7 separate regions of the Mus musculus genome follow, and regions 1, 2, 4, 5, 6 and 7 are each linked to region 3. The links are chromatin contacts, called in public Hi-C and HiChIP or PLAC-seq maps. All regions are on one chromosome and are shown on one strand. Each heading gives the region's core, a stretch centred on a gene start, on an enhancer-like site or on the middle of the called end of the contact. The rest is flanking DNA. Distances are from core to core; before and after follow the strand shown. Region 1 overlaps Crybg3 (beta-gamma crystallin domain containing 3). Region 2 holds the start of Cmss1 (cms small ribosomal subunit 1). Region 3 holds the start of St3gal6 (ST3 beta-galactoside alpha-2,3-sialyltransferase 6). Region 4 overlaps Col8a1 (collagen, type VIII, alpha 1). Region 5 holds the start of Gabrr3 (gamma-aminobutyric acid (GABA) receptor, rho 3). Region 6 holds the start of Col8a1 (collagen, type VIII, alpha 1). Region 7 holds the start of Riox2 (ribosomal oxygenase 2).

Region 1 (4,326 bases), core at 538-3,037, 990 kb before region 3:
GGTGAATGGAATCAACTCAATTTTAGGTAATCTGTACAGAAGTAGATCCTAATGGCTGGAATGCTTGAAAAGTCTGTGCGGGGCATTTCTGCCCATCACGAGGAACATGTGAGACTGTTTCAGTCACCAAAAGGCTAGTATTTGAGCATGTATTTGGTTACAATAAGGTAGTAGGCATGTCAAAACTAGTGTACCTATGACAAATGAGCCATCCCTCCAGATCCCAGTCACATGCAGTTTCCATGTCTCCTTCCCACGGAGAGTCCTAGACCTCGGTCTTCTGTCTCCCCCTCCCGTCTGCTTTCTTTGTTGCTCCATAGCGATCTTAGAATGATATGCCTTTTTGTATGTAGCTGTGCCACTAGCCAGTGTGATCTAGATTCATCCTAGGAAATGTTTCTGTTTGGTTGCATTAAGTTTACATATAAGGCTATTCTGCTGGGTTTGTTTTGAATGATGAGCCCTGCAGCTATTGAGGGTATCGCCTGCAGTTCTGTGGACACGTTAAGACTAAGTGCCCAGTGCCTTAATGCTATCATATCACACTGAGAGCCTTAAGATTTCATTTTCATGTGGGATCAGCCTGTTCTATAAGTGACAGTTTTATCCAGGCTACCTTTTCTCTGTAGAGATGAAGGCTACAGTTGAGAGGTCCCTGGATATATGATCTGTAGTGTTGCAATGATTTCACTGTAGAAGGAGTTTCCCAGACTTGTTGCCCCACTAATGTGACTTGGGACAGACAGTCTCTTAATTTGTCTGGGTCTCAGTTAACACCTCGGAAAGAAACCAGTTACAGCAGGAATTATCGAACTGGTGACAGCTTTTAGTTCTAGTGCAGATAAATCGACTGGTAAATATAGTGAGCATGAAAAAGAAGTTGGCCCACCCTGGTTTTCACATGGTTAGAGGTAATATTGTGAATTAACGTTCACAGAAGTCCTCAGAATCTTTGTACTTTCTAACATGGGTGTTTACAAAATTTCTTTTTTAACTTTCCACATCTTCTTTTAGCCGTCACAGAGCCGTTGAGTAGCTTCTGTTTCAGACCGAGCACTGATTGTAGACACACACTTGTGTGTCTTACTGGTGGGTGGGTAGGATGGGATCGCCTTTGACCAGGGTCGTGGTTGTTTTCATGACAGTGGAGGGCAGGAGTCAGAGTCACATCTGGTGCTTCTGCAGAAACTCAGCATCGTGCACCCATTTCTGTTCAACGGATGAAAGCTTTTTAAGAAGGAGAGTCATCAATTGGCTTTTCTACTTCATTTTAGAGGACAGTTAAAGCTGACAAGATAATATTCAAATGGCACAGCGTACACCTAGGGAGGCAGGGAGGTGGTCTCTGTTATCAGGGAGGTGGTCTCTGTTATCAGGGTTTTGGCAATGAGGTGGTCACATTTAAAAGTCCTCAGTATATTCTTTGTCTGCCCTTGTCACAAAGCCAGCCTCCTTTTTAAAAAAAGAACAAAAGGACTGTTGGCCTAGAGGAGGTCTGGTGACCTGTCACATGAGGAGCATGGTACACCATAGACCGTGGTCCTAATTCCCTCTTAGATTTCCTGTAGGATTTACCATGGGGAACTGTTGGTTGTTGTATCAGTGTCTGAGAAAAGCAATGGCAGAGCAGGTGGTGCTGGCAAAGAGAACCGAGGCCTGGAGGTTTCGTCCAGATCTCCTCCAGCTGTAGCCGTGTGTATGGAAGCTGATGTGTTTGACAGTGTTCCTTAGTGTAAGTTTCAAGCCCCCTCGGACCGGGTTGGTGTCGGGTTGTTTCTCTGTAAGGGTTTTACCAACCTTGGTGATGGTTACCAGATGGCTTCCTAAGATGAAAGAGATCAACTGCTAGGTTTAAAGAAGCTTAAGTGTTTCGCTGAAACCACGGCCTTCTATATTTAGAAATGAGTGTATTGGGTGCGAGAGAGCAAGCTGACGACAGGAACCGCAAGCCTGGTGGCTGTGGCTTGCCCTGCAGCCTCCGGGAATAGAAAGCTCAACTGATTAGTGATGTGGGAGAGGAGAGTTTAAGGGCTTTCTCTTTTGCTTTGATTGGGGGTGGTGGCGGTGTTTAAACTGACTGAATTCTCTGTAGATATATTAAGAATACTGCACAAGAATGATTTTACTGAACATTCATTTATTCAACTTTAATTACTGAGTACTAATCATGTACCAAGTTTTTTAGTAAGCACTAAATAAAAGGTAGTAGAGATTAGTAAAGTGAACTCATGACATGAAATGCAGATTTCCTTATCCGCCTGCCCTGCCCTCCTTCCATGCGCGTTTTCTGGAAATCGTCCTTGGCCACGGTCTCTGTTAGCTGGGGGTTTCTGTTACTGATGGCTCTGTACCGCTCCCCTAGGCCACATAGTAGACTCCTTGCCTGTAGCCCACATAGCAGCCTGCTGTCCCCGACACCTCTCAGGTCCCCAGTGCGCCCTCCACAGCAGTGCTTGGGCATTCCGCTTTCCCTCTCAGGCGCCTTCTTTCATTCCCAGTCCTGTTAATGGTCATTATCATCACTATCCCACTCTGCTCCTATGGCAACTTTCAAACATCTAATCTGTAGCAAGTACTAGATATAATTGTTTTCTCTCCCTTCTCATTTTCCATCCCATTAAGGAATTTAGGAATATTCTTTCCCTCCCTCCCTCCCTCCCTCCCTCCCTCCCTCCCTCCCTCCCTCCCTCCCTCCCCTCCTTCTTTCCCTCCCTCCCTTCCCTTTCTCTCCTTCCCTCCCTCCCTCTCCCCTTCCCTCCCCCCTCTCTCATACACACAGATACAAACCACCATGAAAACCTCTTAACTCTTTCCCTCTGAGCTGTTCATTTCATTTCTTCCCTAAAGTTTTTGTGTGACTTTCTGGTAGTCTCTCATCCCCATTCCATTGTTGAGTCTCCTTCACCAAACTCTCCCCTTGGCTCCTGCCAGTACCCTTTATTATCTTTTTCTATTTTGCCCTGCATTGTGGAAACAAATGCACATTTTGCCTATGTCCTTTAGGATCTAAATTGGATAACCACGGGTGACCTCATGTTTGAAGTCTGTCTTAGTTTGCTTTTATCACTGTCTTAAAATACCACAACCAAGAGAACCTTGGGGAGGAAAGGATTGATTTTGACTTAAAACTCTGAGGTCCCACTATCACTGAGGAAAATCGGGGAAGGAACCCAAGACAGGAACCTGGAGGCAGGAACTGAAGCAGATGGAGGCCGTGGAGGGATGCTGTTTACTAGATTGCTCCTTGTGGTCTAGCTCAGCTTCCGTCTTATGTCTAGCACCACATGCTCAAGGGCACCACACACAGTGGCCAGGGCCACTTCAGCCTTTCATCAGAAAATGCCCCCATAGACTTGCCTACAGCCCACTACCATGAAGGCATCTTGTCAACTGGGGTTCTCTCTTCCCAGATGATTCTAGCTGTGCCGAGTTGACACAATTAAACAAGCCCCGCCCCAGCACTCAAACATTCATAATAGCAACAGACCTACCACAAGGCATTTTTTTTCTGTCCTAAATGGCCATTCTTTATGCTTCTAGCTGCTTTCTTGGGGTTTGTTTGTTTGTTTGTTTGTTTGTTGTTGTTGTTGTTGTTTTGCTGCTGCTGCTGCTGCTCCTCCTCCTCCTCCATCTCCCCCTCATTTCTTTCTTTCAAATCTCCCTGCATGTAGTCACAACTACTGAACTACAGTCACTGTGGATAAGCTGCATATCATTATGCTTGTTTTGAATTCTGTGACCTGTAGTCTCCTCTGCTTAGCCCATGGCCATAAAACTCAGGGTTTCATTATTTTAAAATTAGGACAGTGATCCAGTACTTCCAAATATAGTCAGGCAGGGCCTGTATCCGGTTCGTTCTTGTTTTCCAGTCTACTCCATAACAGGGGCTATACTTTGAGGTTGAGGTGGGCTTGTGTCTAATCTTCTTAAAATGTTCTGTGTAGCTTTGAAAGTTGAAGGATGTGGGGAAAACCATTTACCACTGTCATCCGTTGAAGAAGCGCTTTAAAACTGAGCATGCTGTTTTAAGAATATTGGGCACAGACATGAGAGCAGGACACCTGAGCAGTTATTGGCTGTGAGCTGAGCTGAGTGTGAGCTTCAGACAGCCACACTGAGACAAGTAAATGCTGGCCCAGTGTCTTGTTGGGCAACCTGTTGACTACATTACCACGGGAGCAGAAGTCTACCCCGTGCTTTGACAGTGTCTCCATGGAGGCTTGGCATAGAAGTCTGGCTTTCTGAAATAATTCTTATCCTGGCAGCTACAAGCGGGCAAAGCCACAGAGACATATTGCAAGAGCCTGTATGAGAAGTTGGAGTGAA
Region 2 (3,997 bases), core at 212-2,711, 920 kb after region 3:
TATGTAACCCTTTGGCCTAGTGACTCACTTTGCCTGCCCTTATGGTGGGTTATTATCAGCAAAGCAGCACTACATTTTGATCTTATAGGTCAGCTATTAACATCACAGCTCTTAATGTCACAGGGAATTTTAGAAAGGTCAGGGTGGTTTGTAGTCTTTCTCAGAATTCAGTGTGGGGCAGGGTAGGGGGATTTCTCTGGAAATTGCTATCTTGTTATGGTTATTTTTCTAAGAACAGCTCATTTTGTTTTGGCAGCTGTAGACTCAGTCATTTTGACTGCTATGTTTCTGAAAGTCCCTTCAGAGGGGAAGAGGCTGGGTGGTCTTGAACTTATTTTGGATTCTACAGTACCAGATATGGGTGTTGGAGTTGGAGGTGGGGTTAGGGTAGGCTAACTTATAAACCCAGATATCTATTTACTGGTAACAAAACAGTTAAAGGGAAGATACAATTTATATTGTTTATTCAATAGAGCTTGTATTTTTTTCTATAAAGGGTGAATTAGCAAATACACGAAGTATGAATGTATAGACGCACCATATTAAAGCCACTCTTTCTTTCTGGTTAGTTTATGTTGTCCAAAGCGTTCTACTATAAAAGTAACTTATGAGCACCGGTACAAACAACTCAATCGCTGCATTTGGCCTGTGGCCTTCCTGACCTCTTAATACCTGTTGTCAGGCAGATGGCTAATGGAGATGACAGAAACAAATGTACTGTTGAATAAAACAATTCTCCTCCTCCTCCACAGGATGTCTCTGCAGAGTCTTGGGTGTCCTGGAACTCCCCTGTAGACCAGGCTGGCCTTCAACTCAAGGAATCTGCTTGCCTCTGCTTCCCAGATTGCTGGGATTAAAGGCGTGCGCCACCACACCAGGCCCCAAGTTCTATTCATGTTCCAAGGGCCATGGTACTGAATGGGACAGATCACAATCCAAGTCCTCTAAAGAGAATATCAAAACCTGATTAAGTATTTTAAATAGAGAAGTGGTATGTTTCAGGTCTTCAGGATATTCGTCCCTCTTAAGTTGTAGAAAAAGAGCAGCAACGTTCACATGTACAACCAAGTTCCGACATTCATCGTCAGCAACTCTCAGGTGCGTTTCTAAGGACAAACTGCACAGGCGCTGGAACGCCAGAACCCTGACAACCAAGTGAAAACACATCCACGTGCTCGGGTCTCCTCCCGCGGTGCAAGCTCTTTGAAATCCAACAGAGAAAAATCGTCTTAGCATCCGTTCTTGCACTTTCGACATCGGCTTTTCGGCCATAAACCAAAACAAAATACTTAAATATTAAAAAAAAATAACCCAAACCGATGGTAACTCTTTTCTTGTATTTCTAGGCTCAACAGAGCATTTATTTGGAGTTTCTAGGCCGATCTTGAACGTCTGAGCCTGTGTGGAAACGGCGACACCCCTGGCTGCCGCAGCTGGGGGGGCGTGGCGTCTGTGACGTCATCTCCAGTGGCGCGGGCGACGGAGTTCCTTGGTTTTTCCGCGTGTAGCGTTGCTAACGCCGCCAGTGAAGCTGAGCCCAGGAGCGCGAGCGGCCGCCTTGCTTTCATCTGGTTGTCAGTTCGCGTCCGGGTCTCACGGGGATGGCAGACGATCTGGGAGACGAGTGGTGGGAGAACCAGCCGGCAGCCGCCAGCAGCCCAGGTAAGCTCTCGCCCGCCTCCCTCGTTCCTCCTGCCCTGGTCCTCGCCTCAGCTGCCTTACCCGCGTGTGGCAGTCGTGGCGGTCTGCCCGGAGGTGGAGCGCGGAGCCGTGGGAACATGGGACGGCGCGGGAACTGGGGAGGGACAACACCGTGTCACACGTGGAACGAGAGGGACCCCGTCGCCGCCTGCCAGTCTGAGAGGGCTACTTCCTGCGCTCTGGTTTTCTAGACTTTTTACTATTTTCTTGAGACTAGATAGACCGTTTCTGTACAGTTTGTCATAGTGGTTACCAGTAATCCCTGAACTAGGTTCAGATTGGGAATTCAAATCACAGACTCTGATACTCCGACACATTCTCCTTTTTCCTCACGTGTGAAAGGAGTAATTCTCTCCAAAAAATTGTGAAGATGTAGTGAAGGTAATTTAAAGTTGTATAGCACAACACAATTTTTGGCGTGTAGTATATGTACAAAATATTAAAGTAGCGTGTTCTTTATCATGTGTAGTTCGAGCCAGCAAGGGGCTTAACTCTTCTGCTTTACAGCAAATTCTTTTCTTTTCTTTTCTTTTCTTTTCTTTTCTTTTCTTTTCTTTTCTTTCTTTCTTTTTTTTTTTTTTTTAGACAGGGTTTCTCTGTGTAGCCCTGGCTGTCCTGGAACTCATTCTGTAGACCAGGCTGGCCTCGAACTCAGAAATCCGCCTGCTTCTGTCTCCCAAGTGCCGAGATTAAAGGTGTGAACCACCACTGCTCGGCTCCAACAGTTTCTATTATGGTGTACTATGTGTACCCATTCTGTGTGCAGTAGGCATTTTATTTTCAAGTAAAGTAGCATTAAGTAACCCCCCCACTCCAGTGGCCTTGAACATTTCATGCCCCATAAGACTTAACCATGCGATAGCTACTTCTATTGTTACTGTCTCAAGTCACCCTCCAAGGATCCAAGGTCCACCTGTCTCTAGTTTTAGATGGTAGGGTCAATGTCATATTTCCATTTATTTTGATCTCAGTACCATCTCACATGATAGCAAACAGAGTTAACACGTTTAGACCATTTCTCAGTGTGAAACTGAAAGTTACAGCATGGGTTTTGTGATTTAAGGGGAACAGAAGAGTAGAGTGTCAGTCCAGTGGCGAGTGGCAGTCTGGATCCCAGGGTTGAGACTAGACTAGGGATGACAGAAGTAGGAAGCTAAAAGTCAGGTAATCTGTAACTCTCAGTCTCCCCATCGTTTGAGGAGTGTTTCTCAAATGACTCAGTAGCTTCTTCTGAGTCTTAGATGCCCCCTCTCACCATACATGTAACAAGAAAACCGGAGTGTTCAGAAATGCCAGGAGACAGTGGATATGACAGTAATGCCAGTTTTCATTTGTTGAGCTCTTAGTATGATCTAAATTCTGAAACTCTTAATTCTCCTGCCTCAGCCTACCTATTGCTGTCATGCATTGTTTTTGCTGCTTTATGAGCACTAGATTATTCATCTTTGTAAGTGTACAGAGAAGTAGTTATCTTTATCCCTGTTGTATACGGGAGGAAACAGAAGCACTGAGATCTCAGAGATTAGCTTGGGCTTCTCCTGTTGAGTGAGGTAGCTCTCCTTCACAGTCGGATGATCTGAAGTCAGTCTGTCTTGCGCTTGCATTTTTCCTGATAACTACTGTGACCAAAGAGAAGAATCCCATCTCTAAGCAAACCCATTATTGATTTTAAAAGGTATACGATGCGTGCACATTATTATCAAACTGTGTCAGTTGACTCTCAGTCTGATTTTGTTCAGAACTAAATAAGCAGTTTTAACCGTACACTTTATCTTTTTGTCAGTGATTGAGATGTAATCCTAATATGTGATTTATTTTGGAATTCAAACATCTGGATGGCTTCTAAAGTATTCAGTGGTTAATAGGAATAGTGTTGTAAACCTGCCTTTCTCCACACTTCCATGTGTCAGTCCCCACAACCCATCAGTCTCACACAGGCTTGGAAGGATGTGGCTATGTTTCTTTGTTTCCTTTATTTCCTGTTGTGTCTCCCTCCACAAGGTTTCCTGAGTCTTTCTTTGCATTTTGCTCTGTGGACCTATATGTTGTTCTAACTTGTATGAACCACTGTAGTAAGCTCAAAATAGAGGCCTCAGCATCAATATTTGCCCCTCAGCTACCAGAGAATTCAGTCCCCACCGGCTTACCCTGGCTCAGCAGCGCTGCTCCTCACTTGCTCTGGTGCTCAACAGGCTCCATTCCTTTTGTCTCAGGCTCTTGTAGTTCCTTGCTGTCCTTCTGATGTAGTAACTAGCTGTTAACATAGGAACTCAGTTCAGACCTCTGTTAAACACAA
Region 3 (4,047 bases), core at 732-3,231:
TATTTATTTATTTATTTTGGGGTTGTTTTTTTGTTTTCAAGACAGGGTTTCTCTGTAAAGCCCTGGCTGTCCTGGAACTCACTCTGTAGACCAGGCTGGCCTCGAACCATAAAATTGTTTTTGTTGGTACGTCTTAACTGTAAATTTGCTACTATTGTGAATCATAATGTAAATAATTTTGGAGCTAGAGGTTTGTTGAAGGAGTCGGAGGAGTCCAAGGCAGGTGAGTAGGTTACAGCTAAACTTTGCAGAATATGCAAAGTCATGGTGGTTACCTAAGTGCAGCTCCTGTCCTCCTCCCTTAGCATATTTCTTTGCAGGATTAAAAAAAAATCTAGGCAGTGGGACTAGAGAGATGGCTCATTGGTTAGAGTCCTCTCTGCTCTTCCAGAGGTTCTGAGTTCAATTCCCAGCAACCACATGGTAAATCAATCTCTCTCTCTCTCTCTCTCTCTCTCTCTCTCTCTCTCTCTCTCTCTCTCACACACACACACACACACACACACACAATCTAGGAGGAGTATAGTGTATTCAGGTAGTATCAGCAGTTGGAAGGATGAGGCAGGAGGATTATCAAGAGTCAGAAGCCAGCTTCGGTTACACAGCAAGATAAAAAAAAACAAAACAAAACAACCTTGTATAAAAGCAACAACACAACAAAAGCAAAACGGAGGAGAATCTAGGAATGCCCCTCCCCATCGCACCACTACACAGATGGGTATCCAGGGACTTCAGAGTCTGAAAAAAGGGAACCGAGATTTCCATGCCAACCTAGATTACACAGGGAAGTGCGGTCAAAAACAAATCGAGCACACAAAACCTAGGAGGTCAGGAGGAATAAAGCAAAATGCGGGTTTCATTTTGAAGATCATGAAGAGAGCATGGGAGAACTCAGCAGAAACTCTAAAAGTTTGTGGTAGTTTTCCAGAAAATTTATCTAGATGGACAAATTCCAGGACTTTTTTTTTTTTTTTTTTGACTACCCTGGTGTTCCAAGAGCCAAGCATATAATTACAAAAGCTATGTGAGTTATGTCAAAGGTAATCTGTAGAAAGGGTAAGAATCGGAATGGTTTGAGCCCTTTCCATGTTTGGATTGGAAAAACAAGTGCAACTTCCTAGGGCTGTTGGTATAATTAAGGAAAATACTAGAAGGTCCATCACACGAGTGGGAGGACTTCGCTGCCACTTGACACACTGTCAGCTTTGAGTTACACCCAGCTCCTTTCCTCCCAGACAGTAGCGCTTCTCTCCCGGAGGTGGATGGAGGTCATTTGATTGCATGTGAGTATTTGACCAGACACTGATTTTTAAAAAGCATTCAGAGCTATGCAAGTCTGAGGGCTTTCTTAATACAAACTTTTTCCTAGTGAAGGCTACAGAAAGAAAGGATAGGGAGAGAGGGAGGGAAGAAGAAAGGAAGAAAAGGAAAGAAGAAACGAGGAAAGGAGTGAAGAAGTGCCCCTTTCATTCTTTCTGAGGTAACGTCTTTTTAAAATATAAGATGAACTATATATATGTCTACACCTACTCCGCTAACACTTTTGTCTTTGAAGAGCAGAGGCAGGAAATTGTGTAGCTTTGTGAACACCTCTCCCTTTCAGCTAGAGACCAAATTACCCACTGTGTCTGATGTCACAGACAGTCCAGGGTGAAACTAAACTCTGTTGCTTTCTGCCTCCCATAAGCGCCTGAAAGGAGAGCCCCTTACAGCCTCCCGCCTTTGCTCCCGCAGCTTTCCCAACAAACCGGGGCAGGATGGGAGTGTCTTCTTGGCTCTGGAAATCAATCCTCCTACCTTGTCCTGAAGCCACCCGCCGCCCTTTCCCGGCCCTCCCTTCGCAGTGATTTTCCTGTCGGGGACTCCCAGCGAGAGCAAGCGGCTGGTGACCGCCCCGCCCTAAAGGTAGGAGCCAGAGAGCACGGCTACCGCCCCGGGGGTCTCTGAGCCCACCGGCAGCCACCGGGCAGCACTTTTCGGCAGGAACTTGGGGGCGGCGGCCACCGAGCATCTGGCGCCAGCAATAAGGAGGAGCTTCCCGCGGCGTAGCACACAGCCGCCGGGGGACCCAGAGTCCGGCGCTGAGAGCTGTAAGGGGAACGTTGGCGGTCTCAGCCTCCGGGCCACACTGCGCCTCGCTCCGCTCTGCTCCTTCGCCACATCGGGGGTAGGGGTGGAGGGAAGGGATCGCGTTCTTGTCACCCCGCTAGCTCAGGCTTCCGCTCGCCGCCTGCTCGGGACCCGATGCTGCAGACGCCACGGGACAGACAGAAGCGCGCTGCGGAGAGCCCTGTGCATGCCTCTGCGGTGGCCGAGCTCGGGCCTCGGCAGGTAACTCTGCGGCTGGCCACGCTGCGGGTCTGCTTAGCTGGGGGTGCGGGGAAGACTGCGTTCCCCGACCCAGCATGGGATTTGGGATGCTGCCCAGGCACTCCGATTCTGCAACCGCTGCGGAGTAGGGAAGGGGACTCTGCGCGCTCTCAGACCCTTCGTCCTCTGCTAAATCACCGGAGCGATGAGGGAACCTTGGGGCCCTGAGATCCTCCAGGCAGCAGGGTGTGCGGGGTGACCAGCCAGGAGCTCTCCTGTAGGGTCCCAGAGCTGCTAGGGAGAACCCAGAGAGAGTGGTGCTCCGGGGCGCTAGGACTCTGCTCTCCTGGATCGCCCCCAATCTATGCAGTGGGAGACCCACAGGAGAGCATGGTTCCTCGATCACCATTATTTCTGAAAGGGTCTGTAAGCGAGGAAGGGTGAATGAGCCTGGAAGGTTCTTTTTTACCTTACTGAGTTTTCCAAGAAATCTTTCTTGGTACAATAAAACTAAACCTAACAAAAAGCCGAGACAGTTTGTTTGGACTGAAGGGCAACGGTGAGAAAACTGCAGTTTTGGCTGCTGTGAATTTTTAAGAGAAGAGAGAAGAAACTTGCTATTTTGCGGTCGTTGCCTAGGGAGCTCTCGTGGGCTTAGCCCCTTCCTTGCGCACTGTTATTTTGATTTAAAAGAAAAATCTATAAAAAGCGATTTCTAGAAAATAAAGAAACTCCAAGTGCCTTTTAGGGATCCTTAGAGGAAGCCAGGAGAAGGGCAGCCAGGGTGTGAAGAATTGTGTTTAAAGGTGATGGGACAGGAAGGACATGGTAGGTGCTAGCCTATTAGAAACCACGTAGATTTCAAATTCAGGAGTCAAGTTTGTTTTTAAGAGAAACACCTTAATGCCATGAATAGTGGATGGTTTAGAAAATAGCAGGTCCTTAATGGCTCCAGTGCCCTGACGTGCCGACCTTCAGGCTTCTTCAGTATGCCCTCAGATGGCCATGCCTCCCTATTAGGCTACCCTGACGATTTGACTTTCCCGGTCTTCAAATCCAGAATTTCCTTCCAGCTTCTAACCACGGAGCTATCTTTTTATCGACATGGTGATGTGAAATATTTGGGAAGCTCTGATCAATCAAGGCTTTAAGTGTCACAAAAGATTGCTTTTGAAAGCAAGATCAGAAAAATAAATAAATAAATAAAAATAATAATAATGCCTTAGATAGTTAGTTTGACTTTGAATAAGGTTATCTGTTTCAGAGGCACCTTAGATAATGGCGATTTGGGATCAAGGGAACTTTTATGGAAAATGTCTGTATGATTCTGATCTGTTTTCCCAAAAGTTGTATTTTATGACACGGAGCAAGGTTGGCATGTGACAAAATAGTACACAGGGCATTCTATATGTCAGTCTTTATGGTTCCATACCATGGTGCCAGAAACAGGATTGTCTCAGTTTTTGTGGTGGCAGGAACTCTTTCCTGATGGCAACGCCACTCATTGTAGTCACCTCAAACTTGATCAAGAACTTGACTGCTGTACCCTCGGGCTAAGGAAAAGGTTCTCGGAGAGAAGTAATGAGGGTGAGAGAGAATAACAATCTGTTTTCTCCCACGTCTGAATTTCTTTTCTTGGTCACCCAAAGTAAGAGTTGCTGAACTATCTCTCCTTGCCACACTTTCTGGTCAGACACTAGGGGAGTTCCTTTTGTGGGAAGTTGAGAAAAAAAAAAA
Region 4 (4,390 bases), core at 1,181-3,680, 870 kb after region 3:
GGTCTTGAGTACCTTCCAGGTTTTCTCAAATTAGAGATTTGAGAAATCAAAATAAGAGTTAAAGTGCTGTTCATAAATAAACTGTAAAACATCCAACCAATGGAATGTTATTCAGTGCCAAAACCGAACAAGCTATCAAGCCATAAAAGCACATGAATGGGGGCGCTTACATGAATGCATGCTTCTAAGTAATGAAACAGATATGAAAAGCCTCCTTACTATTAGCATCTGTAAATGCTTAAAGCATGAGTTAGTGATTACAGAGGCTGGTTAATTGGAGATGAATGGACAGGCAGGCAGAACATAAAGGATACTGAAGTTGTTAAAACTATGCTATGCCATGCTAGAATGGCAAATGTGTGTCCTTATCCCTTGTACAAACTGAAGAATATACAATACCCAGGGAGGCTCCAATTGTGATACTGGACTTTGGGTGATGTGCCTGTGGAGGTTCATCATGTCTAACAAATGTTCCACTCTGGTACAGGATGCTGATGATGCAGAGCCTGTGCAGGCTTAGAGAGAGGGAGGATATGCAGGAACTCTGCTCTTTCCCTTGAGTTTTGCTGTGAACTTTAAAATTACCTAAGTCTATTTTTAAAGGTTAAGGGCTGGAGAGATGGCTCAGTGGTTAAGTGCACTAACTGCTCTTCCAGAGGTCCTGAGTTCAATTCTTACCATCCACATGGTAGCTCACAGCCATTTGTAATAAGATCTGCTGCCCTCTTCTCTTGTGTCTGAAGACAGCTACAACATACTCACACAAAAAGAATAAGTAGATAAATTTTTAAAAAGTTAAATAATACAAACAATAATAAAAATAAAACTGAATTGTATATAAAAAGATATGCAGGTGGCCCCTTCCTGTCCCTGATGATGTCATATAGGTACCCCAACTCTACAGTGGGTGTTGAGCTAAGACTTCTTTAGCTCATTATGAATGGACTAAGTAAGCAACCATGGGAAGCACTGGTTATATTTCAAGTATCAGACACAAAATAAAGTTAAGTTCTATCATAATTTCTACACACATATATCCTTATTTTGAGAATTTTTTTAAAGATCCTGGAGAGATGGCTCAGCCATTAAGAACCCTAGCCGTGTTTCCTGAGACACAGATATTTAAAAGTAAATACTTGTCCACAGAAATGGTGTAGTAAGGAAAACTCTTTGAAATTTTTTTTCCACATAGTATATACTTCACCTGCTCAATCCAAAAGAGCCTTTAGCACGTGCTAAAAATATCCACATCTGTACTCAATCAGAACTCAAAGATGGGCAGCAATTTACCTTGTTTGTCTCTGTAATCAAATGTCTGCATTGATAACTATCGGTAGGGGGAGAGAGAAATGATAGGTTTGAAGATAAGATGGTGACTAGATGGTGCATACTTTTTAAATTTTTTAAGTAGAAAATTACACCACGGGTTACTGTATTAATCTCTTCTGTGGGGGAACAGAATCTACATAAATATAGAAAGGAATTTATTAAAATGGCTAACAGGCTGTAGTCCAGTTAGTCCAACAATGGCTGTCTACCAAAAGAAGGTCCAAAACTGCAGTAGTTGCAGTTCACAAGGCTGGATGTCTCGTCTGGTCTTCAGTATGCTCTGGTATCCTGAAGACATTGGCTGCAATGCCAGTAAAGGAATGGACTTGCCAGCAAGAGAGAGAGAGAGAGAGAGAGAGAGAGAGAGAGAGAGAGAGAGAGAGAGAGCAGGCAAAGAGAGCAAGCTCCCTTCTTCCATGTCTTTTATATAGATTGCCACCAGAAGGAATGGCCCAGATTAAAGGTGAATCTTTTCACCTGAAAAGATCAGAACTAATAGTGGGTCTTCCCACTTCAAATAATTTCATTGAGGAAAAAAAAATCCTTTACCAGTATACCCAGCCACTTGGGTTTTAGTTAATTCCAGGTGAAGTCAAATTGACATCTGAGAATAGCTATTACAGTTATGAACCATTTGACACTTCAGAAGTTAGAATAAGTAATAGTAAAATTTATTATGATATTTTAAGATTGCTTTAATATCATCGTATGCCAGATAATATGTAAGTGTAGTAACTCCCCAATTTTTTAACAGTTCTCATGAATAACTTACTGTTCCTTGTACTCCTGTGTAAGGCCATACACTCAGGTTATTCAGTTGCTACTTGTGTTTGCTATGCAGCAGTGTCCTTTATTTACATTCCTTGCAAGTCTCGTCGGACAGATCTTGAAATAAGTTTGTTTTCTATGGATACACTTCAAGGACCAGAAGGTAGAAGAAGCCCAATCACATGCTGGGAGGTGGAGGGGAGCCAACATGAGATTGTAAAAATGCTGGCACTTACTATCTTAGTGAGTCAGCCAGACCAATACACAGGACCAGGAGTTCAATGTTCCCCCACCCCCACCCCTGTTACTAACTCATAGAAGCAGAACTGACCAAGGGGAGGAGTCTGAGTGGCCAGGGCCTCAGCCAAGCAGCCCTGCACTTTGAGTCATTCCAGGACAGGGATCTCACTCTCTGCTCATTGTTAGGTCTCCAGCACCTGCTTGGCATTTGCTGGATATTGAACTGTATTAAAGGAATGGATCAATTGATTAATTACCAGATGAACACATCTCTCTTCTCCTTTGTAGAGAAAGAACTCCAATCTCTTTAGATAGAATGCTGGACAGTATCTGAAGGTTGTTATGCAGACAAAGGCGAAGGGCCAAGCTGTGTTTATTAGGAGAAATTTATATAGGGAGAAACAGTAGTGAATGTGTGCATCTCCTGGCTATCCTTGGCACATTCCAGACTAGGAATATGCACAATGATCCAGCAGGCTTGTGAGTCTGACTCCAGGAGAGGGTGCTTGCCTCTTGGGCTGTGAGATCTTTAAACTGATGATCAGAGAAGCCTTAGCTCTCCCCCCACTGCCCCCCCCCATGTGATCAGAGACTAAGATAAAAATAGCATAGAAGAACCTTGGTTTGGGCCTTCTACTGGCCATTTGTCACATGTAGCTTGGCTGGGGGCTGGGGTGGGGGCGAGTCAGCTTCTTTCCTGCCTAGAATACAGTGTCTATGCTTTGAAACTCTAGCCATGTGCTATGACAAGGGTGTCAGTCATTTACTCTATACATTCACACATGTCTGGGAAGCAGCAGCCCCTGCCATGGGTGGCTGGGAAAGAAGGCTGAGTTCCAAGCCTTGCCAACAGCCAAAACTTCTCATCTGAAGCAAACTTAGGGGACAGTCAGTCTCCAAAGAGCTTTGCTGAAGGTTGACTCTACTTCTATAAAGGCAGACTACAGGAAATCCTTTTGAATATATTCATACTCACCTCTTAGTGGTGATGTAACAGCCACACGGCAATCACAGCATCTTGACCAGCATCCCCACGATCTGGTAGAGGGACTGTGTGGCAAGGCTCAACTTCATCCCTCCATCTGATGCTTCTAGTCTCCAAGGCACTTGTGACCTTGAACCTCCACATTACCCTTTACATAGTCCCAGTCAGGACAGCCCATCCAGATTTCTCAGTACTCCTACATTCCTCGTTTCTCATCTCAATCATAGGTCAGTCATAATTATCACAATTCTGAGGCTGCGATAGCTTTCCTAGGTTCTAGAAATTTAGTTGGAATCTTAAGCACTCTGTAGAGCTATGGAGAATTATTTTTGTCTTGAGGCAAAAATGACTGCTTTATGGGGCTACCTGAATCTTCCCACACTGGCATATCTCTTTGGTTACAAGAAGTCTGTCCTTGATCCAGAAAGGAGAGAAGATGGTTTGAGTCTTGTATCCCACCATGATAAAGCATTAGTCTTTATTCTGGCACAGGTTCAAAGTGATCTGATGAGATTATAAACACCGAGTGGGAACCAAATAGCTGGTAAAGGGTAAAGAAATCAGACAGGAAGACTGGGGATAAATGAGGAGGAAACTAGAGAGAAAAGGAACAGATGGGGCACTGGATTTTTTTTTCAAGCATGTTTGCCATTGTCTGGATATCCACTGAGGCAAAAGTGGTGTCCTGGTTGGTGTTGAGTCATTTCTAGTTCCTCTCACAGTTGTTGAATGGGACAAAAGGAAACTAGAATGGTGTGTAGTAATGCACTCATCTTTTTTTTTTTTCTTATAAAGACAACATTTAATTGGGGCTGGCTTACAGGTTCAGAGGTTCAGTCCATTTTTATCAAGGCAGGAGCATGGCAGCATCATGGCAGGTATGGTGGTGCAGGAGGAACTGAGAGTTCTACATCTTCATCTGAAGGCTGCTAGCAGAATACTGACTTCCAGGCAGCTAGAATAAGAGGGGCTTAAGTGCATGCCCACAGTGACACACCTACCGCAACAAGGCCCCACTTCCTAATTGCACTCACCTTCTAACCCTAAGAACCTGGAGGAGGAGGAGGA
Region 5 (4,057 bases), core at 1,174-3,673, 880 kb before region 3:
AATGAAAATAGATAGCACGGTTAATATGACACATACAGGCCTGACTTCATGAAAGCTGGGCTCAGAATAATGGATATAAACACAAAGCAAGTGCGTGATTCTCAAACAAAGACCGTGCCTTCCTTTCCTCTCCACTCGCTGGTTTTCTTGCATGCTAAGGGGCAGCGTATTGATCAGTGACACCATTACTTGTGGGTAATCAGGTTGGGCATCGTACAAAGAATATCGCGATATCCATTTACAACGGAAGTTTGGAGATCTGCCCGTCCCACTTCTATGGGACGAGCCTTCAGTGCGGAGAGCAGTGTATAGACTCGCTCTTGGACGACTGTGTTCGCTCAGGGAAAGCACCCCGTTTCATCTTGAGTGGCTGCTTTGAACCAGGGTGATGGTTTACACAATCCCCAGTGCCCTAGGGGATTCTTCCTGCAGCACAAAAGCAGCAGCTATAAATGTTAATGAATCTTCTCGCTTGTGGCCTGGAGGGCTCTTCAGTTAGTTCATAGAGAACTGGAAAATCAGCATTTGGACCCCAGACAGCAGAAACCCCAGGGTTTCTTATGGAGGAAACCTGCCCTACACAACCTTTTAATTTTCTCTTTTAAAAGGAAAGAAGAGTCATTTAACCTAAGGAAAAGTTTCCTCCTTAACAGAACGACTTTGTGTTCACTGTTGACTTAAAAAAGGAAAAACAAAACAGAACAAAATAAAACAAAACATGTAATGGTCAGTATAGCTTTTTTATTTATTTATTTTTTTATTAGATATTTTTTAAAAATACATTTCAAATGCTATCTCGAAAGTTCCCTATACCCTCCCCCTGCCCTGCTCACCTACCCACCCACTCCCGCCTCTTGGCCCTGGCATTCCCCTTTACTGGGGCATATAAAGTTTTCAATACTTTCTTCCCAGTGATGGCCGACTAGGCCATCTTCTGCTACATATGCAGCTAGAGACACGAGCTCTGGGGGTACTGGTTAGTTCATATTGTTGTTCCACCTATAGGGTTGCAGACCCCTTCAGCTCCTTGGGTGCTTTCTCTAGCTTCTCTGCTGTTATTTACAATGCCATACACACACATCTTGCACACTAACTACTTTTATCTTCCACCCCTCTCCCCCACTACTCACGCCCCACCGTGCAAACACATTTCTCTCTGGTTAGTTTTGTTTTGCAACCCACTGAGATGAACCAGGCTGTCTCTGTGACCTCGTGTTTGGAGCTCTCTGTTGGCAGCTAAGAAGGTGTTGGCATTCTATCTAAACTCCACCCCACAATTACTTGGCAATAGCCAGGTATGCTCCTCCCCACAGTTACCTGGCAATAGCCAGGTAGGCCTGACCCACTATAAAAGGGGCTGCTTGCCCGCTCCTCTCTCTCTTGACTCTTATTCCCTCTTGCTCCCCCACTCTCCCCATTCCCTTCCCCCTCTCTCCCCGTGGTCAAGGCCAGCCTCTCTCTCTCTCTCTCTCTCTCTCTCTCATTCTCTCTGCCTTTCTCTGCCTCTACTACTCTCTTAACTCCCCTCTCCATGCCCTAAATAAACTCTATTCTATACTATACCGTGGTGTGGCTGGTCCCTCAGGGGGAAGGGATGCCTTGGCATGGGCCCACCGAGGCACCCCCTTACCCCATGCCTTACCACAGCTCCCATAGAACATATCTTATACACCTTTATCTTTTTATAAACACATCAGAAGGTACTGAACTAAATCAGTGATTCCTTCTTTCCTAGAATCTATTGATAGCCAATGGTTCCCTGTAAATAGCCTGGCATCTCATGATACTGATGGGAAAAAAAAAACAAAAAACAATAATGATATGTTGATCTTTGGAAAGGTATTTACATTTCTGAGCACTATTTTCAACAGGTAACAAATGGTCTGAATGCTTTCTTACACTCTCTCTTCAAAATCTAAAACCAAGTTTCCCTCCACAAAACTGACAAGAAAAGTCATTTCTTAGACTACTAATTCAAACATGTAAAGAAATTGTAAATAAGCAACATTCCTAGCAATGAGTGCATTTCTCATTGGAGCAATAGGCTCCCTGAAAGATGGTGTCGATGCAAAACATTTAACTGTATGCTACCTAAATAAATACAACTAGAGAAATAATGCCGGACATGGGAGATCCCATACTTGCAGATGTTGACCATTTCTTCTGATGGGTCAGTGCTATTTCAGACACAGGTACTTCGACAAAGATGGGTTTCCCCTAAAGAGATGTTTTTAGATTAGCAGAGGGTCCGAGGCAGCTATGGAGAGAAACTGGGAAATCACTGATGACTCTCTTTCCATATCTTACCGGGTTTGTTTCGGTGAAGAGAGACATTGCTGATGGGGTTTCTTGATGGCAGAGGCATCCAGCATCAGTGTGATCCAGGTGTAGGTGAAGGAGACCAACCAAACAGCCAGGACCATGTCTTCCAGGAGGAAGGAAGGCAGGGATGTGCCACCAACACAGCTAGTGAAATGTCCTGACCATGTGTCTTTCAAAAAATAGATATCAGGTCACGAAAATGAATAAGAAGAGACAAGCAGACGTTGCCCTCAATGCTGCTTGTTGTTTCATAGATAAGTAGATTGGCATCACTCACAGGCTGTGTCTGTCTGCCTCATTGGCAATGTAAAGAAAACAAGGCAACACCTTCCGTTTGCCCTCTTCCCAGGGACAGTTCTTGGTCGCATGCTTGATTCCCCACTCAATAAACTCTCAGCTGCTGCCCTCAGCAGACAAAGAAGCTAGGTTAGGCTCTAATCCTCTTAATCCGGTGCAATATAATTTGAATATATGTAATGACTCTGTAAAATAATATGCTTAATGAGAGGAAGATGATTAATTTAATCTTAATTACACACTGCAAGACCTTTCCCTTTATCTCACAGCTTCATTTAATCCCGAAAGGAATCATCTCCTCTCCTCCAACACACAGGCCTCTCTGCACAATAGAAATTCACATTACTATCATTTTCAAGTAAACATCAACATTTTATGATGATGGTTTATTCATAACGAAAGTAATTCAATTTAAGGTTAAATAAAGTAAGCAACCTCTAAATGAAATGTTACTGTACTGGATGATGCACCAGACATTAACCTGTCAGTGTTAAGTTAGGGCCATCCATGCTCCTAATGCATGCTGCCTGCATACAGACAGTAGAAATTCTGGCTGCTAATATTCCCTGTATGTCTTAGTTAGGACTTCCATTACTGTGATGAAATGTTGTGGCCAAAAGCAATTTGGAGAGGAGAGGACTTACTTCATCTTACAGCTCTCACTCTCTAGTCCATCATTAAGGCAAGTCAGGCCAGGAACTCAAGCAAGACCCTGGAGGCAGGACTGGAGCCGAGATGATGGAAGACCACTGCGTACCACCGGCTTGCTCCTCAAGGCTTGCTCAGTTTGTTTTCTTATAATGCTAGTACCACTGGCCCAGGGCAACACCACTCACAATGGGCTGGGCTCTCTCACTTCAACCAATCATTAACCAAGAAAATGCCACAGAGGCTTGCCTACAGGCCAATCTCATGTTGGTATTTTCTCAATTGGGGTTCCTTTCTCCCAGTCCTGGGATTTGAACTCAGGACCTTCAGAAGAGCAGTCAGTGCTCTTAACCGCTGAGCCATCTCTCCAGCCCATGGAGGTATTTTCTCAATTGTGGTTCCTTTCTCCCAGATGATCCCAGCTTATGTCAAGAAGGCAGACAGCTAGGCTGCATACAGCGTGGATGTAAATGTCACGGAATGGATATCCAGTGACATTAACTTTCTCCAACTGAGGTATTAAAAGATGAGCAGTATAGAGACAATTAGAGTTTGAGAGGATCTGCAGATAGATTTGTTGACGTAACATCTTGTATGTGTTGTTACTCACTTATCATAAGAATGTATTTAATTTAGACTGTGTATCCTTTTACCCCATGCCTTAAAGCTTGTGTTTTCTGTACGCTGTTGCTGTTCCTCTTGCTCTTTTTCTTCTCCTCACCCGCATTCTCTACGTCTTCCCTCCCTTGGGCTTTCTGAAGAACTAGAGAACAAGGGGGAGGAGGAGGAG
Region 6 (3,845 bases), core at 115-2,614, 770 kb after region 3:
TAGTGGTCCTCTGGCATCCTGTGGAGGAGAGGCTGAGGGATACTACTGAACAGTTTTCAAGCCCCTGCGCGGGTCCTCAGAACAATGCACACTCTCCAGGCACACTAAGGAGTGCAGGAGTTTTTAAACTGCCTAGCTTAGCCTGTTGCCAGCTTGAGCTAGCTAGAAAACAAGACAGAAAACAGCACAGCATGGCTTAAGATCGTGTGTGTGTGTGTGTGTGTGTGTGTGTGTGTGTGTGTGTGTGTGTGTACTCGGTGAGCAAGGTCATTCCCTCTTCTCCAAGGCATCTATCCGACTCCCATTTCCCATCTCTGAGTCTCAAGTCCTCCTTTCAAATGCTTTGATTTCTTTGGTGGCAAAACTGTAGCTTGGGCTGGGAAGTGAGTCACCGCTCAGCAGCGAAAGGACCTTATTTTTCTTTCTCTGAATACATTTTTTAATAACTTCAGCATGACCCTTCGCACTTGTTGGTTAAATCCTCTCTATGCCTACGACAAGTGGAGAGAGCTATGACACCGAACATTTTTCAGTTGCTAGCTAGGAGAGATTTTTTTTTTAATACCGAAAATAACCAGAGGACAGCGAGCCCTAGCATCCTGTGTTACATAAGCAGATGTTGATGCTGAAGGGACGAGCTGGTGCGGAGCTGTCTCCGCAGATGGACCTCACAGCTGCTCCAGCCTCTGGAGCTGCCTGGATGTTGCACGCTTAGAACTGTCTGTGGAAGGAGGCTGGCAGGAGTGAGGTGGGGTGGGCCAGGCTGCAGCAGTCAGCTCCCAGAGGCAGGGCGCCTGGGGCTCCCTGGGACGATCCCCTCCCACCACTGTCTGGGCTCACCGGGCTTGTCCTCCACCCTTTTCCAGAAGCCCATCTTCCTCGCCTCTACCTCGCTTCCAAACCCGTCAGTTCTCTTGGGCGGTTACTTGGCTTTTCGATCACAGAGAAAACACCTTTGTTATTGACAGTCGCCCAGGTTCCTCTCGCTGCCAAAAATGTCACACAAAACCGAAAAATAATCCAGTACCCATTTCATCTTCCAGAATCAAATCCCTATCTCTCTCTCTTCCCCTACCTTTACTTTAGCTTCCCGTCCCCAAGCCCCATTCATTTCTTCCCCAACCTTTCCCTTCTGTGGTCTCTGCCTTTCTCTACTCTCCCTCATTCGTCTCCACTCCTGTCTATTTACTCCGCCGCCCTCCAAAGTCCCTGGCTCTCCCCACTCCTAAAAACTCGGGCTCTACCCTTTCTGCCCCTCCCCAGACAAGTGTCCAGCTCCACGGGGGCAGCCCGCCCGCCGCCCCCGCTCAATCCCTGCCCACCTACTGTGAGGAACAGCTCCGCCCACCTGTCCATAAAAGCCAAGTGCAAGTTACCCGCAGAGCACAGAGGATCAGAGCCCTTCCACGGTCCTCTCCGTGGGAGCCCGAGTCCCTGTCTCCCAGATCTGACGTGCTCAAGGTAAGATAACCCTTGTCAGGGCTGCTGACTTGCAGGGGGTTGCTGCCTGGAGTGAGTCCCTGCTGGTCAACGCCTTTTACTTAGAGTTGATTCATAAGGATGCTGTAATGAACAGTGAGCTTCTTAACTAGCAACTGGTTTGAAAACAAACTTCTGTTTGAACAGTAAAATAAAAATTCCTTTTTGGCAGAAACAACAGCATTTCTATTACAAAAATCTTTTCTCTTTTTAAGTCACACTGCCCCCCCTCCCCGCGTGCCCCGTCTGTCTGACTGCTTCTGAGGTTAAATGTATCTGTTTGCGGTATTATGCTTGTGTTTTTAATTGTAAATAGTTCACATATCAGTAAGGGCAGGGGAATCTGTCCCATTGTCAAAAAAAAATGCACTTTAAAGGAGCACAATTACTTCTCTAAAAATAGCACAGTCAAAAGGTCGGCTGCTGATTTTGTGATGTTTTCCAAACCCCCAAGACAACTTCTGTGAGTCCTTTAAGAAGTATCTTTCCAGGTTTAACTGCTCGGAAAAAATGATGTGAACGAGTGCCCTTTGCCCGGGGACAGTAATCAGGTGACTGGAAGATAGGAAAGTACAAATCCCAGTTTACAAGCTGGGGCAGGATGAGCCACTGCTGGGCTACCTTTCCAGTACAGCCTAAAAGGAGTCTTGTGTGGAGACTGAGAGTGTATGAGAACTCTGTGATGCCTATACACACCTCAAACACGAAGTGTTTCAATATGTTTCTCAGAAAGCACGCCGGTCAGATTGCACAATTCTTCTGTGTACAACTGACTGATGTATAGCGAGATCAGCCAGAAAGACTTCAGATGGAAGGTTTTCATCCTCACCGTCCCCTCTGCCCTCCTCAAGCGAGTGCCTGGTTATTGACTGACTCCCCCAGAGCTCTGCAGTGGGGAAGAGACCTTGGATGTGTGTAGGGGTGGTTTGGGGAAGTGGTTGTGGTAGGTGGGTTGGGGGTTGATCTGTTCTTCTTCTCCAGAGTGCTGTGCACCTGTGTGAGGAGAAGCAAACCTGACAGCTACTTTGGAAAAATAAATAAAAATCAGACTCTTGTGCCATCAAGTTTGCTACCATATTCTGTGGGTTTTGTGGGATGAAAGGCTCTCATGTGGGAGAAAAGCCCTCTTCAAATGTTCCATCTGGGCAACTGCAGAAGCTGCTCTTGGAGGAGACAAGCCCAGGCTGCCAGTCAAGAAACCAAAGCAGCGCTTTAGTCCTTAAGGTTCTTAAGGGGAGAGAGCCATTCACATCTTCATGCCTGTTGGTTGTGTGCTGTTTCAAATGGGAAATTTCACTGTAGGTCTAAAACTGAAATAAATCACACACTTAGACAAGTGGCTTGGGCTTTTCCAAATTCTCTTTATCTTTTATATATCAAAAGAAATGTAAAAATATTAAACACTGTTTAGCATGAAAGGGCTAGCATAAAATTATTCAAGTTACTTATGAACCATTTCCCCCACGTTGCAGTTTTTCCCCCCAGTGGAAAAATACTGCAGAGAATGTGGTTTCCTTTCAGAAAATGATATAAAATTACTATTGGCCAATATAATATGTGACCTGTGCATCTTCAAATCCCCTTATCTCCATCCACAGTGCAGTCTGCTGGCTCTCTAGCTAACAAGAGTAATGAGCCATGGAAGGTGCAGGTATGAAACAAGGCCAACCCAAATGTTGGGTTCATTCAAGTTAATTCCTCCTTTAAGGTAATACTTGAGTCCTGCTCAGCCCCATCAGTGAGAAAAGATTATAATTTCCTCCAAAAACCTCCTCTGTCAAAGTTATCAGCCCTAAGGGCCAAAAGCTTACATTATAGAACTCTGTTCAAGCTAAATTTGAGACTTATAATTGTTCTCTGAAGGTTTGCTTCTGCTCTCCCTGACTGTCTGAACGGAGCAGCTATGAACAGTTTAACAGTATATGTGTCATGAGGTTCAACCCCCTTAACTAAGTGGGTGAGATCATCTCAGACTGTTCATGATCTAACCTTCCCAGGGGGCATTACCAGTCAAAGGAGTCTTTCCCTAAGGTATGTACCAGGCACAATGGTACTTTTCTTCTTATGAGTTTAGAAAAATCAAAGTTAAGGTGTCATTTAGTTGTCCTAACATCACCTCTTCTGCACAGGATGTCAAAGGACAGCCCGAGTCTCCTCTTCCCGTGTGTGGCCATGTCCAGCGCATGCTATTGCAGCAGGCTGCTGCTATCTCCCTAAAGGAAAACAAGAGTGGGTGTCTCCTTGACCAGAGACACCCAAAGGATGCCCTACAGATTTTGAGGACCTGCTATACTTATAAAAAACAAACCCACACATTTTAGATTTCTATTTCTGATTTTGAATAAGTAAAATATCTACACAGTAGG
Region 7 (4,135 bases), core at 682-3,181, 950 kb before region 3:
AGAACTTACCTTGCCTACGATTACACCACCTATTCTTCCCCTAGGTTAACAGAATTTATCTGAGCCTCAGTTAATTGGAAACTAACTCAGATACATTCTGTTTTCCTTACACCACTCATTTTTTTATAGCCTTTGGAGGGTGGAGCAGAGTAGACACACCAGGCCTATCTCCAAATATACCAAACGGCACCACCATTTCACATGCCCAGGACACCCAAGACATTCCTTGTATTTCAAGAAACACAGGAAATTAAACAAGAGACTGCTTTATCCATAATGGTGCAGCACCTGCCTGTAAGCCCCACGGGGCTCCCAGATAGAAACAAGAATATTTCTTTCTATAGACCTGGGGTTGCGGTAAGTTGATTTAAAAGCACTTAAACAATTCTAAAAGAGACTCAGTTTATAAACTGGTAATTGCTGTATCGCTGATAAGTTCAACCCGAAAATAAATGTTGGCACTCTTACTATAGTTGACAAACTTAAGAATCTACATTTTAGGGCGACCTAATTTTCCCATGGTAAAACTTAATGACAAGAAGCCACAGAGTGTCTTAAGAGATAGCTACCTCTACCTTGCACAAACCTAGCCAAGTATGGCACAAGACAGTTAAGTCAGAATTTTTCTTCACTTTTTCTTCTTAGCAAATTCTCAAAAGCCTTACTCACTAGCTCCCCAAACAAACAAACCCCCCCCCCCCAAAAAAAACCCCATGACCACCACCACTTGGGAAAGACAGGAGGAGGAGGAGGTTTGCACAATTAGGACTATTATTCTGTACAAGTAACCATAGATATCAATACTCACTAGCAGCCCTGGCAGGGACGTCTCTCTCCATGGTAGCAGTATTTTACCAGCAAAGCGTGGTACACGCTAATGTCTAGATGCACACATCAAACCTAGTGGAGTACCACTTCTGATGCTGGAGGCAGAAATCTACATTCACAGAAGTCCTTAATGAACGAATTGTAGGCCCACTAACCTAGAGAAGACTAGATTGAACTTAGCTCAATTAATCACACCTGACAGTAGTTATACACCATGGGCCTGAGAGATGACTCAGGCGGTAAAGACACCTGCTGTCCACTTAGTTTAATTTCTGAGACCCACATACTGGAAGGAAAGGATTCCCTCAAAGTGTCCACCAACCTCCACCGGTACATCATAGCCTGTGTACATCCACACATAAAATAAATAAAGTGGTGAAATACTTTTTAATTATATATTGCTTGTAAGAAAATCACCAGGCTAACTGAAAGCAATTGTCTTCAGCACCCAGAAAAGTTTTCATTAATTCAGAGATGTCTCACTGAATGGCAGTTATGTTTTTTTGCAGCTTTATATAAACAGAATACGAATTATGTGTATTCGGGGGGTCCATGAGGTCACGAAAGATGCAGCCCAAAAGTTCAGAGGCATCCAGGTATTAAAAAGGAGCTGGTGAAACCCAACTCCCGGCGCCGGAAGTTCAGATCATGACCGCTGGTAGACTTCCTGAAACCTGTTTAGTCACTTGTTGGACATCCTGGAGGCAGGCAGGCAGACAGGCAGTCTTCCTCACGTGGAGATAAAAAGGCAACCTACGCTCCAAGTCCCGAGCTGGGCGACAGTCCCCGCGCCCCTCCTCAGTCCGCGACCGTGGTCCCTGCCCCTCCCCGTCTGCGCGCGCAGCCTGGCTCTAGCTCGCCGGCGTGTGCCGCCCGCCACCAGTCCGGCGGTGCACGTGGCCAGGTCCCCAGCCCTCAGCCACCCGGCTCACCAGTTAGGCCCCAGCCCTCCAGAGCTGCACTTCTCAGCCTGACCCGCGTCCCACGCGCTGCACCGGCACGGCCTGTTGCGTGTCTTCCGCAAGTTGACCCAGCTAAGGCATGGAAGGGCGCGACGGCGTGGTCACGTCCAGGGCGGGCTCCCGAGACGCGGCCCCGCCCACGAGACGCGACCCCGCCCACGAGACGCGGCCCCGCCCCGGACTTCTGGCTCCGCCCCCGGACCACATCCCTGCTCCTGCCTACAGCTACAGGCCTTCCCCTGCTCTGGCCTATGAACCTAAAGGTCACAGAACGTGAATGTGCTTTTTATAGTTGCTACCTTCAAATCTGAAGTTAGAGGGAAATCTATAAATTTGGACAGTTCCCTTTATTAACACACACATACAAGAACATGCTTCTTGAGAGAGTGCTTGTACTCCATCGGTCCACAAAAGATCCAAAACCGTCATTGTATATGGCTTTAATATGTATACGATTGTTATTAACTTAACAATTTTTGTTTGTTTGTTTGTTTTTTGAGACAGGGTTTCTCTGTGTAGCCCTGGCTGTCCTGGAACTCACTTTGTAGATCAGGTTGGCCTCGAACTCAGAAATCCGCCTGCCTCTGCCTCCCGAGTGCTGGGATTAAAGGCGTGTGCCACCACGCCCGGGTAACTTAACAATTTTAGTACCAACCATTTTGTTTAGACTTCATATATTTTCATTCCAATCCTTTTAAGTTTTTCTTTATTTTAATGTCTCAAAACTCACACCCAGTGACATACTTCCTCCAGCAAGGCCACACCTATTCCAAAAAGGTCTCATTTCCCAATCCTTCTCACATTGTGCCACTCCCTAATGTCTACACATTCAGATATATCAGCCTATGGGAGCCACTACTCCTTTTTAAACCATCACAATGCCTGAAAATAAGTCTTAGTGCCAAAGTGTTTTGCATACATGCATGTTTTTACACAGTTGGTTATTTATTAGGTAATGGATTAGCAACTGAGTATCCTCAAAGCATTGGGGTCTACAGAGGGGCAAAAGAGGAACAGTCATGAAATCATATATGACAGTAATTAATAATAAAAAAATCTTTGTTTTTTTCTACATCCACATAGAGGTCAAATTATTTTATATGAAGCATAGCACAGTAATATAATGTATATTAACCAAGTAAAACTTATGAAGAATTTCATCAGCACAAGTGGCTACAATCAAAGGAGCTAATGATAATATCATGAGAGAATCAAATAAAAAATACTTCAGAAAAAGTAGGGTAATATTTTGAGTTGATGTGTTGTATAACTTGATGGCCCTTGCGCAATTAATTACTTCGTTGTGAGTTACACTATACACCATCCTTCATATAAATGAACAAGAACAATTAGATTACTTCAATCTCAGCCGAAACGTGACCTAGAATAACATAGAAAGACAGATAAATGATAGATGGTAGAGATAAAAATTCTATCTTCAAAATGAAATATAGATAAATTCTATATTTAGAAATATAGAGAAATTCTTCTCAAAATACAGACCACATCAGACTTTAAGATCATTTTGTAGACCAGCCATATTTACAGTTTCTACAAGTCATTCCTTTGTCTTGTATTTCCTCCTACTTTTCATTTACATTATCCTTCTAAATCACATTCAATGATTGGAACTCATTGTCACAAAATAGTCTCTCCCCCAACCCTGATCCCCTAGTTCCACATTTATTTAAAAACTATGTAGCAGGTCCTGAGGCCCCTTTCTCATTGATCCAAGATTTAATATACATATGGCCCCAGCTGCAGGCACAACCTAGTTAACAAAACATCTTTTAAGTTATTTCAGGAAAGTGTGATTGCCCTAAAACTTTATCTGATGTGTGGGTTTGTGGTTATAGCACCTCTTTGAAGTGTACAATGCTCAGACATGCCTGCATTAGTGTTCTCTGAAGCGGTGGGTGGGGGTGGGGGTGCTTCCCTCTCTTTATTGCCTGTTGACTTAGCTAGTTTTGGAAATGATGGAGTCTTTACATGACTTTTAAAGGTCATAGGCTTGTATATAAAACTTTAGAAAGTCTTGACTTTGGAAGCATCTCTTCTACACTGGGCTCCATCACAGACCAGTGACATCATAGTACAGCAGGAGATTGTAGCAGCCACAGTGGCTAAAGTGTTACAATGTCAATAACTGCTCCCGTAATTTTTGATTCCAGGGAATAACCATGACTTTACGTGTTGTAAGAGAAGACAGACCCTAAGATAACAAGACTCATGGTTTTCTTCCTTCTTGACTTCTTGATTCCTGGATCCCTTTCTTTATTGTGAGATATTCTTCATTAATATATGTCCTTTCTGTAGTAATATCATGAATAAAGTCACCTTCATAA

The links. Hi-C and Micro-C count contacts between places; a contact is called where the count stands out from the background. HiChIP or PLAC-seq counts read pairs in DNA pulled down with a chosen protein or histone mark.
Region 1: a Hi-C map of cardiomyocytes shows a contact between it and region 3, with 2.9 times the contacts expected there. The contact joins the enhancer-like site here to the promoter of St3gal6 in region 3. A contact is called at or near these places in 2 of 39 promoter capture datasets (the C10 cell line and hippocampal neurons), 1 of 484 Hi-C or Micro-C datasets (cardiomyocytes) and 1 of 115 datasets of contacts at active chromatin or transcription factors (pro-B cells).
Region 2: a Hi-C map of cerebellum shows a contact between it and region 3, with 2.3 times the contacts expected there. The contact joins the promoter of Cmss1 here to the promoter of St3gal6 in region 3. A contact is called at or near these places in 8 of 39 promoter capture datasets (the 3T3-L1 cell line, 3T3-L1-derived adipocytes, the C10 cell line and 4 more), 1 of 484 Hi-C or Micro-C datasets (cerebellum), 8 of 115 datasets of contacts at active chromatin or transcription factors (cardiomyocytes, embryonic forebrain, embryonic stem cells and 4 more) and 1 of 9 other capture datasets (adipose tissue).
Region 4: a FOXA1 HiChIP or PLAC-seq map of pancreatic cancer cells shows a contact between it and region 3. The contact joins the enhancer-like site here to the promoter of St3gal6 in region 3. A contact is called at or near these places in 5 of 39 promoter capture datasets (embryonic stem cells, frontonasal cranial neural crest, hippocampal neurons and 2 more), 2 of 115 datasets of contacts at active chromatin or transcription factors (pancreatic cancer cells and stem cell-derived neural progenitor cells) and 1 of 9 other capture datasets (adipose tissue).
Region 5: a contact with region 3 is called in an H3K4me3 HiChIP or PLAC-seq map of embryonic limb bud, with 5 times the contacts expected there. The contact joins the promoter of Gabrr3 here to the promoter of St3gal6 in region 3. A contact is called at or near these places in 5 of 39 promoter capture datasets (the 3T3-L1 cell line, hippocampal neurons, liver and 1 more) and 1 of 115 datasets of contacts at active chromatin or transcription factors (embryonic limb bud).
Region 6: a FOXA1 HiChIP or PLAC-seq map of pancreatic cancer cells shows a contact between it and region 3. The contact joins the promoter of Col8a1 here to the promoter of St3gal6 in region 3. A contact is called at or near these places in 1 of 39 promoter capture datasets (hippocampal neurons) and 1 of 115 datasets of contacts at active chromatin or transcription factors (pancreatic cancer cells).
Region 7: a contact with region 3 is called in a Hi-C map of CD8 T cells, with 6 times the contacts expected there. The contact joins the promoter of Riox2 here to the promoter of St3gal6 in region 3. A contact is called at or near these places in 2 of 39 promoter capture datasets (embryonic stem cells and pre-B cells), 1 of 484 Hi-C or Micro-C datasets (CD8 T cells) and 4 of 115 datasets of contacts at active chromatin or transcription factors (astrocytes, memory CD8 T cells, pancreatic cancer cells and 1 more).

Annotation. Positions count from the first base shown.
Region 1 is chr16:59,515,207-59,519,532 of GRCm38.p6, reverse strand. The region is part of intron 17 of Crybg3 (beta-gamma crystallin domain containing 3); the gene reads left to right. Among named protein-coding and RNA genes, the nearest start is that of Riox2, 46 kb to the right of the region's middle. Within about 2 kb of position 1,787, at least 96 of the 459 cell types and tissues checked have an H3K27ac peak or open chromatin away from gene starts, as enhancers often do. A contact at or near this core is called in cardiomyocytes, where this site is marked.
Region 2 is chr16:57,604,331-57,608,327 of GRCm38.p6, reverse strand. Cmss1 (cms small ribosomal subunit 1) reads left to right here and starts at 1,461. Exons shown (of 10, transcript NM_025599.3): 1 at 1,461-1,662. The coding sequence starts at 1,602.
Region 3 is chr16:58,521,360-58,525,406 of GRCm38.p6, reverse strand. It overlaps St3gal6 (ST3 beta-galactoside alpha-2,3-sialyltransferase 6), which reads left to right and starts at 1,981. Exons shown (of 11, transcript NM_018784.3): 1 at 1,981-2,331.
Region 4 is chr16:57,648,076-57,652,465 of GRCm38.p6, reverse strand. All of the region lies in intron 2 of Col8a1 (collagen, type VIII, alpha 1), which reads left to right. Among named protein-coding and RNA genes, the nearest start is that of Gm51269, 39 kb to the right of the region's middle. Within about 2 kb of position 2,430, at least 39 of the 459 cell types and tissues checked have an H3K27ac peak or open chromatin away from gene starts, as enhancers often do. A contact at or near this core is called in pancreatic cancer cells, where this site is marked.
Region 5 is chr16:59,405,748-59,409,804 of GRCm38.p6, reverse strand. Gabrr3 (gamma-aminobutyric acid (GABA) receptor, rho 3) reads right to left here and starts at 2,423. Exons shown (of 9, transcript NM_001081190.1): 1 at 2,308-2,423. The coding sequence starts at 2,423. Gm33611 (a long non-coding RNA gene) reads right to left here. Exons shown (of 3, transcript XR_384916.2): 3 at 3,644-4,030.
Region 6 is chr16:57,752,256-57,756,100 of GRCm38.p6, reverse strand. It overlaps Col8a1 (collagen, type VIII, alpha 1), which reads left to right and starts at 1,364. Exons shown (of 4, transcript NM_007739.2): 1 at 1,364-1,461.
Region 7 is chr16:59,469,571-59,473,705 of GRCm38.p6, reverse strand. It overlaps Riox2 (ribosomal oxygenase 2), which reads right to left and starts at 1,931. Exons shown (of 10, transcript NM_025910.3): 1 at 1,761-1,931.